3 separate regions of the Zea mays genome follow, and all the other regions are linked to region 3. Evidence: chromatin contacts called from public Hi-C data. All regions are on one chromosome and are shown on one strand. The core of a region is the stretch at or near the end of the contact, and the rest is flanking DNA. Distances in the headings are between cores, read along the strand shown.

The links. Hi-C and Micro-C count contacts between places; a contact is called where the count stands out from the background.
Region 1: a contact with region 3 is called in a Hi-C map of leaf, with 5 times the contacts expected there. The contact joins the promoter of LOC100191912 here to the promoter of LOC103644020 in region 3. A contact is called at or near these places in 2 of 25 Hi-C or Micro-C datasets (endosperm and leaf).
Region 2: a contact with region 3 is called in a Hi-C map of leaf, with 2.6 times the contacts expected there. The contact joins the promoter of LOC100284241 here to the promoter of LOC103644020 in region 3. A contact is called at or near these places in 7 of 25 Hi-C or Micro-C datasets (bundle sheath, ear, leaf and 1 more).

The regions. Positions count from the first base shown.
Region 1 is chr1:284,459,281-284,463,422 of Zm-B73-REFERENCE-NAM-5.0, reverse strand. LOC100191912 (60S ribosomal protein L13a-like) reads right to left here and starts at 2,391. Exons shown (of 4, transcript NM_001137336.3): 1 at 2,067-2,391; 2 at 1,851-1,967; 3 at 1,667-1,754; 4 at 626-933. The coding sequence starts at 2,338. The coding sequence ends at 790. LOC111590702 (small nucleolar RNA R12) reads right to left here and starts at 1,360; the gene lies at 1,281-1,360.
Region 2 is chr1:284,565,071-284,569,298 of Zm-B73-REFERENCE-NAM-5.0, reverse strand. LOC100284241 reads left to right here and starts at 1,617. Exons shown (of 4, transcript NM_001157136.2): 1 at 1,617-2,026; 2 at 2,202-2,441; 3 at 2,567-2,600; 4 at 3,900-4,228. The coding sequence starts at 1,651. The coding sequence ends at 4,083.
Region 3 is chr1:284,308,938-284,313,410 of Zm-B73-REFERENCE-NAM-5.0, reverse strand. It overlaps LOC103644020 (serine/threonine-protein kinase STE20), which reads right to left and starts at 1,715. Exons shown (of 18, transcript XM_008667209.3): 1 at 767-1,715; 2 at 567-655; 3 at 246-353; 4 at 1-106. The coding sequence starts at 1,601. LOC100192488 reads right to left here. Exons shown (of 13, transcript NM_001137708.1): 11 at 3,325-3,433; 12 at 3,059-3,115; 13 at 2,693-2,977. The coding sequence ends at 2,822.

The DNA of each region.
Region 1 (4,142 bases), core at 1,142-3,641, 150 kb before region 3:
ACTAGTCTAATTTGGTCATTCTCACTATCAAAGCTAGCTTGCATATTGAAGAGTCTATTGGAATGAGATATTATATATAAAGTTTAAAATTTATGGAGAGACAAATAAAAAGTTAAGTAGAGAGTAAAAAAATAAAGTCTTTTGAAGATGCGCTTACATCTAGTGTATTCAAACACTCTTTAATGTGTGTTCCGCTGTCCGTCTGCATGCTTGTGGTGGAGGCGCAACTGGCCAAGCTGCGTGTCATTTCCCATACTTCACTCCATAAATTTGAGACTTACATCTTAGCTTTAGAAAGTGATGGAAAATTACTTTATTAGTAAATTCAAATTCTTCTAAAATGAATAGAACTACAAGTGACAGTCTTATTGACTGCAATTTAAATTCTTCTAAAATAAATAGAACTACAAGTGATAAAGTCTTATTGACTGTGCAACTGGGATCTGATCTGATAGAGCAACATCGAGCTTCATTGCAATTGCAACTGGGTTCTGCCAGTACACATAAAAATTTGGTTAATCACAACTACTGAATTGATAATCGTGTGCAAGAAGCACATGGGCGTGACAGCTTGAGTCAGCACGAGACATGAAATCTCTCAGAATGCGAATGCGAACCAGACATCTGAACAAGATCGACCAAACAGTTCATTCACCAGCTAGAAAATGTGTTCAAATAGGAGTGGCAGAAAAATAACACGGTTTACCAGATTATACTGTCACAAACTGTTACCGAACACTTAAAACAAAGACTAGATGTTCCCCAAAACTGATGACAAAGCACAGCTCCTCAGTACTTGATAGGGGCAAGAATCTCCAACTGAGACCCCAACTTCTCCTCGGCTGCCTTCTCGGCCTTGACACGCAGCTTGGCCAATTGCTTCTTCCTCTCGTAGGCAACCTTGGCCTTCTCCTTCCTCTTCTCCTCAAGTTCCTGATAGAGCGGACAAGGGCAAGTGCAGTCAGCTATCAGAACTTGGTAGGATACAATTCCAGTGTGAAAGAAAAAGGCCATGAAAACATTAGCAACTGCTACTGCCGCCTTTAGGCGCTCACATAAAGACTCTCTTTTTTCTAATTGAAATGTAATGGGAACATCCAGCAAGAGTAGCAAATATTTTGATCACATCATAGGAGAATCACAGTAACGATCTAATGATGTTAAAATGGTGTTAAAATGATACAATGATGTTAAAATGGTGTATCAACAAAACAAATGTATGTATCAAATAGTGAGCCATGACCGCCAGACCAGAGGCAAGTATATTCTGATGTGGCATGATTTGTCAGAAGTAGCTGGTTGTTAAAATCATATTGTAAAATCAATGGGAATCCGATTGATTTTTCTTCATCATCCAGAATCATGCACAGCTCAGCATAATACCTCCGCCAACATATAAATGACTATTTAGCAACAAGAATTCAACAACAAATATGAAGAATTTCTCAATAATAAAAGATGTCCAGCGCAGACGAAACTAAATCAATGAAGATGTTCAGCACAGACGAAACTAGAATTTCCAGTAATGCCTTAATCAACAGACCAACCATAATATTATGTAAGAAAAGGGAAAACCATTCGTTTCCAATTACAATCGGGATACTAATTAGTTACCAGCTCTAACTAGCAGGAAGCTACATACGAACAAGAGTGGGAAAACGCTTACCCTGATGGTGTCATGGTAGTTCCACCCGACCTCCTTAGAGAGCTCGCCGAGGAGGCAGTACTTGTGTCCAGGCTGTAGCCTCAGAACCCTAAGAACCACAACAAGAATAGCATCAGACACGAATGTCACAAAGCAAGATCTGCCTGCAATCAGATAAATCCCAAATACGGATGGAAACACGTACTTAAGAGCGTCAGGGATGACCATACGCTTGGTCTTGTCGTACGGCGGCGGGACGCCCTCGTACGTCTTGAGCCTCGCCAGAGCCGCCTCCCCCCTCTTGGTCTTGTGCGGAATCATCCTGCAAATCAGCCACAGCAAACATAAGCCTCACAAGCCACAAAGCACGTCGCAAGGAAGAAATCAGACGGATCCGGGCGGCGTGGCGTTGCTGACATACCCGCGGATGGTGCGCCACAGGATCTTGGCGGGGGCGCGGAAGTGGATGGGCCCGTGGGACGGCTTGGTGTTCATCCGCTTGCGGAGGAAGCGGAGGTACTTCATCTTCTGACGGACGAGGCCGCCCGACATGCAGATCTCCTCGCAGCGGACGACGACCACCTTCTGCCCATTGAGCAGCTCCTTGGCTATGATCGAGGAGAGACGGCCCAGCATGTGGTGGCGCGCGTCGACCACGATGCGCTTCGCGCACACGCCCGAACCGGAGACCATGGCGGCCTTACCTGTGAGGCAGCGGCGGCGCAAGTGTTTGGAGTGGCTGGCGGAGGTGGGTGAAGGTGACGCGGGGTGCTAGGGTTTCTAATTTATAGAGATCAAGGATCAGGGTTCGTTATTGGGCCAGGCCGTAGCTACGGTTCTCTTTAGAAAGGCCCAACAAACGCTTTTAGGCCATCTTTCCGATTTTTTTGTTTTTCAGCCCTATTTTCGAAACATATTTACGTTTAGACCCCTAAACCACTTAAATGTAGTTTTGGATCCAAAGCTTGTCGCCATGAGCTATGGCGCCGAGCTGGCTAACACGGCAGCCACCGTAGCACCTAGCTCGGCGGCACCGATCTTGGCGCCGAGCTAGGACTTAAACGTCGTGCCACCGCTCCTTTCTCCTTCCTCTCCTTTCCGTCGACCGTCCTTCCTCTGCGTCGCGCCGCCCCAGCGCCCGAGCCTCCCCTGCGTCGCGCCGGACACCGCCCGGACCGCCTCCGGACGCCATCTCGCACCGTCGCCGCCGCCCTAGCCGCCCCAGCGCCTCGCGCCGCCCGTGTCGCCTGCTCCCTCCCTCCCTCAGACCCCATTGATAGGTAACATTGTTTTCTAATTTTGAATTAATTTATTTGTATTTATTTGATATTAATTAGTTAGTTAGTGTTTAGTTAATGTTTAGATGTTAGTTATAAGTTAGTTAGTTGTAATTAGTTCTCATGCAATGTGCCATTTTTAATTAAGTTAGTTGTTAGTGTTTAGGGTTAAGGGTTAGTGAGTATTCAGTGTTAATTAACATTGGCATTTACTTAGTTTAGGGTTTAGGGTTGGGGTTTAGCATTTACCTACTACTTAGTTGTTAATTTAGTGAGCTGTCGTTTTTTGCAGGTTATAGAAAACCAACCGTATAGGAAGGTGCTGTCGATTTTTTACTGACAATATTATTTTTTGTATATAGGTGTCGGACTCGACCTTCGCCACCGTGAGTTTGACTCATCTATGATCTCAGGTATACCTTGTTGTCGTATATTATTCGTAGATTATATATTTTTGTTTGTTGTGGTCATTTATATAATTATTATTTACTAAGTAGGTATTACTTATTTATTACATAGTAAGTATTTATGCATAAGTATTTAGTCAGTAGTAAGTACCTAGGCATTATTGAGTTAGTAATCTATGTTTGCAATAGATGGACACCCTAGTGACACTATACCACAGAGGAAGCGTGGAGACAGATGTTTATGGGAATGTTAGTTTTTATGGTATGAAGAACGTGACCATGATGTCCGATGAAAGACCATCTTTTGGCCAGATTTTCGCTCGAGCTTGTGAGGAGATTAGTTGCAATTTAAATGAACCTATAATATAAATTCAGGGTTTGTTGTCCCATATTACATCTGAGACAGTTGTCTGACGGTTGATCTCCATTGCCTCAGAAGATGATTGGGTGAGATATGTCAAAATTGTGAAGACGATTGTTCCACCATGTTTGGATGTGGTTGTTCGAAAGTTATCTTTTAGTCATTGCGATGCTCCATTCGGGTTGTCTCCACAAATGCCAAATGCATCTCATATTGAAGCTCATTTGCCTGAGCTTCCGGAAGAAGTGGTTGTTGTGCCCGATGCTCAATTGGGCCCGAACGAGTATGAGATTTCTCGTCCTGTTCGCGACGTTTGTGGGGCTTCAAATCTGGTGGTACCCCCTAGGAGATCCCATTGACCCAGGATCCAATTTAGGATCATCCTAGTAAGTGTCTTTAACACGTTCATATCCATCATTATTTCGTTTGATTAGACTTTTTAATGTAGTATT
Region 2 (4,228 bases), core at 368-2,867, 260 kb before region 3:
AAACCGGACAAAATTGCGACAGCGCCTCAATGGGTAGAACAGCAAAAGCCCTCGATATGTGATGCGCTCCAGCAGTACTCAGATGTGAATGCACATAATATAGTGTCATCTACAGTTTCTACAATTCTACGTCCCATATTTTACACGAACCACTGCATGCAGACAGCATATCTCCTGTTGTATCATCTATTTCAAACTATACAAAAAGTGTAATCTACAGTTCCAGTCCCCTATTTTACCCTATCTACCTGAGACAGTTTTACAGCAGATAGCATATGGCGATGCACATATTGACCTACGAAGGAGAGAAATTCGTGAGTTTAAAAGGCTGAATGCTCATTTTACGCATCCTAGTTTGTGCTCTACTGAAATGAACTGTCGACCACGGCCCCGCAAAAAACATAAGCGCAACTCTTTTTGCATGTTGCTTGTGTTTCTTCTTGCCGAGACTACCAGTACTCGGACAGATAACCTAACATACTACGGAGGTAACTTAACCTACTTAACACTATCGACTGCTATGCTAGTAGTACTTAGGTACAAAGGTGCAAGCGATCCTTTGATTCTTTATAACATGATCCAACCATAGTTGTATTGTGGTTTGTTAGAGATTTTTTAAAGCTACTTGAGCCGGTGGTGGAAGAGTTTAAGTGTTAAACGTGACATGGTTAGATCATGATTTAACATATCAAGAGTCATACACGCTTGCATTTAGGGATTGCTTACATAGAAGTTGTTGCCATAAAAATTGGAAATTTATTTAGATGTGCATCAAACATTTCAAGGTGGTTTATTAACCATTGGTGCATTTAGGGATTGCTTACATAGACCTGGGGCTGGGGCATGTTTGTTGGTTTGGGTTTCAGGCTTTCAGCCACCACAAAATCTGTAGTGTCCGGAGTCCTCACACTTAGGCCTGGGCAAAAAGAACCGGAACCGAGGAACCGAACCGAAATAACCGAGAACCGGAACCGAACTAACCGAACCGAAGGAACCGTTATGAATTTCGGTTCTGGTTTTTTGAGAACCGAAATAAATGAGATATTTTCGGTTCTGCACTCCAAAGAACCGAAAGAACCGAAAAACCCAAAAGTATTAGATTCAATTTGTTACATGTGTTTGTAACTTCGGATGTTGTGTTATTGACTTATGTTGAATCTCTAATCATCCATGTATTATCTATGAAATTATAGTCATTGTGCACTTGTTGTTGTTTGTGGGGAGATGTTGCTGAAATTTCTCACAAAAGTTGTCGTTATTCATAATTTTAGAGTGGCTGTTACAGTTCGGTTAGAACCAAGGAACCGAACCGAAGAACCGAGAACCGAACTAGTCGGTTCTGATTTCTTTATCTTGCTATTTCGGTTCTAGTTTTTGAAGAACCGAATTTCTACAAGAACCGAGGAACCGAACCGAACCGAACCGAACCGAAGAACCGAATGCCCAGGCCTACTCACACTGTCACACAGAGTACTGTTGTTTCTTAAAATAAAATACTCCTACAGTACTGATCGCATTTACTGCGGCCCTGGTGGACCCCGTCGCGCAGTGGTACAGCACTGGCCAGCGTGTCTGCCATATTGCCATGCCAATGCCATGACCCAGCCAGCCCCACAGGCAGGCACTGGCCATGCGTTTTTTTGACCGTTCATGAAAAGCCACACTGCCTTCTGGCACTGGCGCTGGTCCGCTGGACAGGGTGCGCAGCGGCTGCGTTGGAACGGAGTGCACTGCGTCCCTCCCGTCCCGATGCTACGGGACACGCCACCCACAGAACTGGGCGCTGTCCAAGCTGCTGCATTTAAATCCTCCTCCTCGTCACTTGAGTTCAAGGCTTCAAGGGAAGCGAGACTGCGAGAGAGAGAGAGAGAGTTGTACAAGGCTCGTCGCCGGCCGCACTGTAGGGGTACCTTGAGCCTGTTCACCGCCGTCGCCTGCCGCCTCACATCCACAGCATCCATGGCCGACACAGCTCGCCTCTTCATGCTGGTGGCGGTGGCCACGGCGGCGCTCGCCGGCCGCTCAGGTGTGTTACGCGCCCCTCCCTCCCTCCTCTTCCTCTCTCGCTGATTTTATAGCCACACGCCGTGGGTGGGTTTCCATCCTCTCGCAATCCTTTTTTTTCTTTCTTTCTGAAACTCGTCTCCCGCCGCCGCTGGCTGTCATTATTGTCTCTCGTGGCCGTCCCTGGAACCCGGAAGACGGCGCGTGGTGCGTGTGCCGGTCGGACCTGGCGGACAGCGCGCTGCAGAAGACGCTGGACTACGCGTGCGGCGGCGGCGCCGACTGCAAGCCCATCCTGCAGAGCGGCGCCTGCTTCGCCCCGGACACCGTCAAGGCCCACTGCTCCTACGCCGCCAACAGCTTCTACCAGCGCAACGGCCAGAACCCGCAGGCCTGCGTCTTCTCCGGCACCGCCGCGCTCAGCAACGTCGACCCGAGTGAGTCAACCGCACGCGCACGCGCACGCGCACGCGCAGCTCGTTTTTTCGGACGCTCGGTTGGGGTTCCTTCCTGACGCCGCGTTTTGACTCCCCCTCACACTGTCTCTCTCTCGTGGCTGCAGGCGCCAATGGCTGCACGTACCCTGCGACCCCAAGGTAATCCTTGCACGGCATTGCCACTTCTCGCACTCCTTTCTCGATTTTGTTGACAGACAGATATAATTAGTAGTAGAGAACTAGAGATATATAGAGGGCATGACATGCTGTCGTTTGTTGCTAGCGCTAGCATTTCTTGCCACGAGCACGAAACTGAACTGGCTTATTTACCAATGAAAGCAAAAAAAGCCATCGGATATTTCCCAACCCATTTAACATTTTTAACTCAACTGATTGAAAGACGATAGGTATTGGTTCCGGGAAATGCCGCATCTTGCAGTAGCAACTCTCTGGAGTCTGGACAACCTGAAGATATCTCCAGCTCGGCTCGCCGTCGCCGCCCATCTTTAGAAAGGCTTAACCCCTAAGCCTGGTGCCCTGGTCCTAGTGCGTGCTATAGATTTGGAGCCTTTCAAATCAAAGCGACGCGGTACCATCCGGTGGGCGGCCGTGTGTTGTTCACTTGTTCTTTGGGGTTGGAAAAATCCTGGAGGAATAAAAAGGTGGTTTGCGCGTGGCCGCGGGGGGATACGTTTCTCTCTCTCCTTTTTTTCCCCCCACATTTGGCTGCATCGATGAACAACTGTGTATTCATGGGGTCTTTTTAGGGGAATCCTGTACCCTTCTGGTTCCGTCTCGCAGCTAGACGAACCGGCCGGCCCCTTTTGCTGTCACTTTTCGCCTGTGCGTTCGTTTGTGACTTGGCGCGTAGGTTCTCCCCATTATTCATTCCTTCCTGACTCCTTTCAAACCTACTGGAAAGGGGGGGGGGGTAGTGGTTGTTCATAGGGTGCTGGAATATTACCAGGTCGCTAGACGTGTGTGTAGTACTCTCCAAAGTTCAAAGTGGGTTCTTGCATTTGTTCTGGTGTTCTGGCCCCTTTCTCTCTGCTGGGGCCAACGGTCTGCAGCCGCAAGAATACCCCTTTGGTACCTGTCTGTAAAAATGCAATCCAGGGCATCCAATGAACAACCAAACGCCACTTGTGGAATGTTTAGACACACCGAATTTGGAAGCGTGATTATTGAAAAGTAGTACAGTACTGGTGTGGCAAAGAGAGCCGGGGTAGCATTAACGCGCGCATATCCCATATCATCTGCATATGTGCCTTGATTTGATTTTCCACGAGCATAGGGATTATTAAGTCAAAGCAATGTGACTTTGTCGCCGTAACTCTGGGCTGCGACTGTTCGTGTGCATCTGTGTTTAGTGTTTACCTATGCTACGCAGCTGCTTGTCATCATCGACCGTAACTCTGAGCTTGACTGTTCTTCGTGTTCACCACCTGTGTTATGCAGTGCTGCTGCGACGACGAGCAGCAGCAGCGGTTCGGCCGGCGTGTACAGCCCTCCAGCGATGGGTCCGTCGGCCCTCAACGACAACAGCGCTGCCGCCGGCGTCGTCCTCCCGATGGCTGGCGCTGGGCGGCTGCTGATCCTGGCCTGCTGCTCGCTCGTCGCTCTCTACTACCTCGGCGCGTGATGATCGTGTGAGGACGAGACGCCGCTCCCCGCTGCCGCTTGCTGTTGTTGGGGTGTCTTGTTCCTTAGCCCTTTTCTTTTCTCCTCTAGTGGCAGTGGCAGGCAGGAGAGAACCTTGTGACGATGGGCGCACTGCACTGCCTTCC
Region 3 (4,473 bases), core at 466-2,965:
TTAGTGCTTCTCTACAAATGTAAGCTATTTGGGATTCATCAAGAGGCTCCTCTGTGATGCCTATCAAGTCAGCAACACTTCCACCACCACAGTATTCCATAATTATCTGTAGGTTGAGAATCACATTTGCATCAAGATCATGTTAAATGAGTTGACAACTAGATAAATCTCACAATGATAGAAAAGTTTGGCTAGTTCCTAATATTAATAAAATGGATACAAGCAGGCTATTTGATTATTTATACCCATAGGTACTCCTCTCCTTGGTAGCTTCCAAAGTAGCGGACAACATTTGGATGGCTGCATTGCTGCAGCATCTCAATTTCTCCCCGTATGTCTTCATAGCCTTCTTCCTGAATGCCAGAGATACATGCTTATATTTTAAAGACAAAAATGCAAGGACTCAGAAATCAGAAAGCAACCACATTTATGAGATTCTCCCACAATTAAGCCCATGCAAACAAAATGCTCACAACAAAAGCAATATGGTTGCCAAATATGAAATATGTCTTGGGTAGCCTTCCGGAATATTCACAGAACTTTGTAATAAGAAGCTAGAAACTAACCCCTTCTGTTAATGAGATGATCTTGACAGCCACAAGCTCCTGCGTTCTGAGATCCCTTGCTTTGTACACTGCACCATATGAACCTTTCCCTGCATTTCCAATTGAATTTGCATTGCGCAAAATAGCTCAAAATTTCAGGCATTATACAAAAAGACATATAAAGAACTAATGAAATAATAATTCCAGAGCAAGAGTCGCACCAAGCTCATGGAGCAGCTCGTACTTGGTGGAAGGATCCTCCCTGGTAACACTGTCTGGCACCGAGCTGACCGATGGCTTCCGCCTTGAATGTTGTTGCTGTTGTTGCTGCATCAGAGGCGATGGCTGCCGGAGCTCCTCTGACTGCTCCACCGCTGGAGTCCAGAAAGAGGACCCGAAACCCCCGCCGCCGCCAGAGGCAGATTCATGGGAACTGGAGCCCCCGCTGGTGTGGCGAATGAAGGTGCCAGAGAACGACCCGCGGGGGCTCGACGGGCTCCCTGGCCGGCGGATGAATGTGCCGGAGGCTGACTTCCCGGGGCTCGACGGGCTGCCGGTCCGGCGGATGAATGTGCCAGAGACGGACTCGCGAGGGCTAGACGAGCCACCCGAGCGACGGATGAATGTGCCGGAGGCGGACCCGCGAGGGCTGGAGGAGGTTCTCCCCGAGCGTGTGGTGGAATGAACGACGAAGGTAGAGTACGGGTCGTCATCGGTAGCGCGGGGGCTTGAGCGCCGCAGATCCAGGAACGGAGATCGACCGGAGGCCGGGACGCCGCTCTTGAAGGCCGCCGTGGCAGAGAGGGAAGCATCGTCAGGGTCGGAGGAGTAGGGGTCCTCGTCGTCGTCGAACGAGGCGCCGCCAAAGTCCTTGGGGAGCCGCTGAAGAAGCGGAGGCAGCGAGGAGGGGTCTTCCTCCTCGTCTTCCTCCGCCCGCGTGGAGGGGCCCCTGCCGCCGCGGGCGTCGTCTTCATCGTCATCGCCGTGGACAACGAAGGTTGAGTAGACGTCGGTTTTCTTGGCACGCGACCACGGCGAGCGCGGGGAGAAAGCCATGGCGTGCCACGCGAGGTGGGACTGGGAGGAGACGGTGAAGGTGCTCGTCGGGAATGGCAAATGGGGAAAATTGTTTGTTTAGTTGGATCCAGTTCACTCGAATCTGGCAAATACGGGTCGGGCTTGGATGGGCCATCCCATTTTAGGCCCACACGACCACACCCAATCACCCACAGTCCAGAGAGCTTCGAGGACTGAAGGGTCTCGCATTTCCCTCCTCTCAGTTGCATTTGTACGGTTGCACACGAGATCATTTTGAAAAAAAAAACAATGCAACGATGTGGGAGAACGTTTAGAGCTAGTTACCGGTGGGAAGATGTTGGATGGTAGAACGTTTAGGGAAAGTCTAAAATCCGGAGGGTATTGAAGGGCTTAAAATCACCTTCTTATTTAAAATTGAATAAGGAGTGAATTTTAGCCTCTTTAATCCTCTCCGGGTCTAGTTGGAATTGGAGGAGTAGAGCGTTCTAGCCCTTTCAATCCCCTGCGGTTTTCTGGCTTCCAAACTAGTCTTTATTGGCATATATGTTTCCACATCACACGTGGTAGGGTGAAACCATCATTACAATTTACACATTACATCCTAAGAAGAAGGCCATATTTGATTAGAGGGACTAATCTTTAATCTCTAATTTTTAATCTTGTTTTCTAATTTTTAATCTTGTTTAGTCCTTATTTTACCAAACGGAAGGACTAAAGTAAAGACTAATTGGTTTTAGTCTTTAGTCCCTCACATGGGTGCTAAAAGTGACTAAAAAGCAACATTTACGCTAATTGTCTGTGACTAGAAAACTGACGTCATACATAGAAAACACTAAAAAGTGTATTTTTGTCTTTATATGTTACATTTAATATATTTAGAATATGTTTAGTCCATACAACCAAACACGATATGGACTTAACTTTAGTCTTAAAACTAATGAAACTAAACGCGACCGAAATATCCCGCAATCCACAATGGGATAAAAATAACAGAACATCGAAAGGAGGCTGACCAATAAAAATCAGGTCAATGGTTCATATAACTGGCATCTGCAGAACCAAAAAAAAACATCTGATTGGGATTTGCTATTAGGTCAAACAATTGCTTATGCAGTTTCAAAAAAAAATCGCTTATGCAAATTTCTCCCATATACAACTAAAGTTACACTAGCACATTCCTCCTGAAACAGTAATACTGAAAACATACTCTTTTGATTTGCGTGGTTGAATCTACAAGCTTATACGGTTTGTTTCCAGAATTTGATCGATCTATCGTTTCCACAACTAACAAAAACTGGCTCAACTGGGGAATGGTCGAGCCATCTAGGAGCACCAGTGCTGCCAGAAGGCAATCTTGTAACCTTTTCAGCAGTAAGTGCATCCCAGACGACAACCTGAAGAGTGACATATCATAGTTAAGCTCTATTTCCCTGCTGAACTACAAATACATATACTGTTCTGAAATTGAGATTTACCTCATTGTTTTGTTCATCAACTGATAGCACAAATTCCTCGGTTTCATTGAAGACAGCCTGGATAGTAAGAACAGTTATTATCATATTTATCGTTTATCATAGAAGTTAGGTACGTTGTTATCCTTAGAAGCTCAAGCCAGGCTATTTCCGGATTAAAAATGCAATATTTTGTTTCCTAAACTTTGGGTAAAAAAGAATATGTATGACACACGAGTAAATTTAAATCAGAAAAAATGATAATCTTACAAAAACACGGAGAATCTAACCTGACAACGAAATTGTCTGCGAATTGCTCCTGCATATTGCTTCACAAGTCGTCCAGTGCCAACTTCCCATAACTTGACACGAGAATCTTTCCCACAAGATAGGACGTACCTGAAAGAACACAGTAAACTTCATAATATATAGCCAAAATACAGTGCACAGTTTTATGAAATCCATGAACATTATCTAAACATGTAATTTGGGTAGTCAAAGTTCACTACATCATATTATTTGGATCAATCTTAGGATCTGTTTGGTTGGGCTGTGGTTGTGAAAAAAGTTGTGGGTTGTAAGCTGTGAAAAAAGTTGTTATGGCCTGTGAGCTGTTAAAAAACTAAAAACCGTTTGGTGGAAACCACTAAAAGCCGTTAAAAGTTTTTCGATATATGTTTTCACAGTTCTATCCGAAAGCCACTAAAAGCAGGTCCAGGGGTGCTTTCAGTTTTGCACTGCGAAAAAGTCGGCTTTTACAAAAAAAACTGCTTCCTGGATCCAACCTTTTGGTTTGGCTTTGGCTTTTGGCTTATATGGGGCAAAAGCCAAACCAAACACACCCTTATATACAAGTGCATTCACACTGTATATAACTTTGTAACTGTTAGATGTCTATACATATCCTTGTTGTATTTGGTTTCATATATAGTCCTTGTTAGATGTTTGTGAATATGTCCCTATCGTATTCGATCTCATATATAGAATCCTTGTTCTACACATTCTCTATCATATATCAGTGTATATATTCGAGCCTAATGACCGCATATTGAATATAGTGCAAGTTATAACATGGTATCAGAGCCAATTTTTAGGGTTAGGGTTCCTTCCTTCTCTACGATTTTTTCTCACCTATCGCATTTGCACGTGTTACGGCCTCATGAAATGACACCCAATGCTCTGCTCCCATGCGAGGCCGAGTTCCGCTCGGGCCTGTCGTCTGTGTGCTGTTGTTGTATTCCGCTCGCGCATATAGACCCCCTTCCGAATCCGTTTTGGTCGGATCCGAGTTTGCAAATTTGGTTCTAGTCGTTTTTATAAGGTTCCGGTAAAAAAAATTAGTTGGTGCCGCTTTTCTTTTGCGCTTTTGTCGAGGCCTGTCGTTGCTCCACTCTCGCTGTCGAGAGTCAACTGCTGCTATGACCACGTCTTTGACCTCT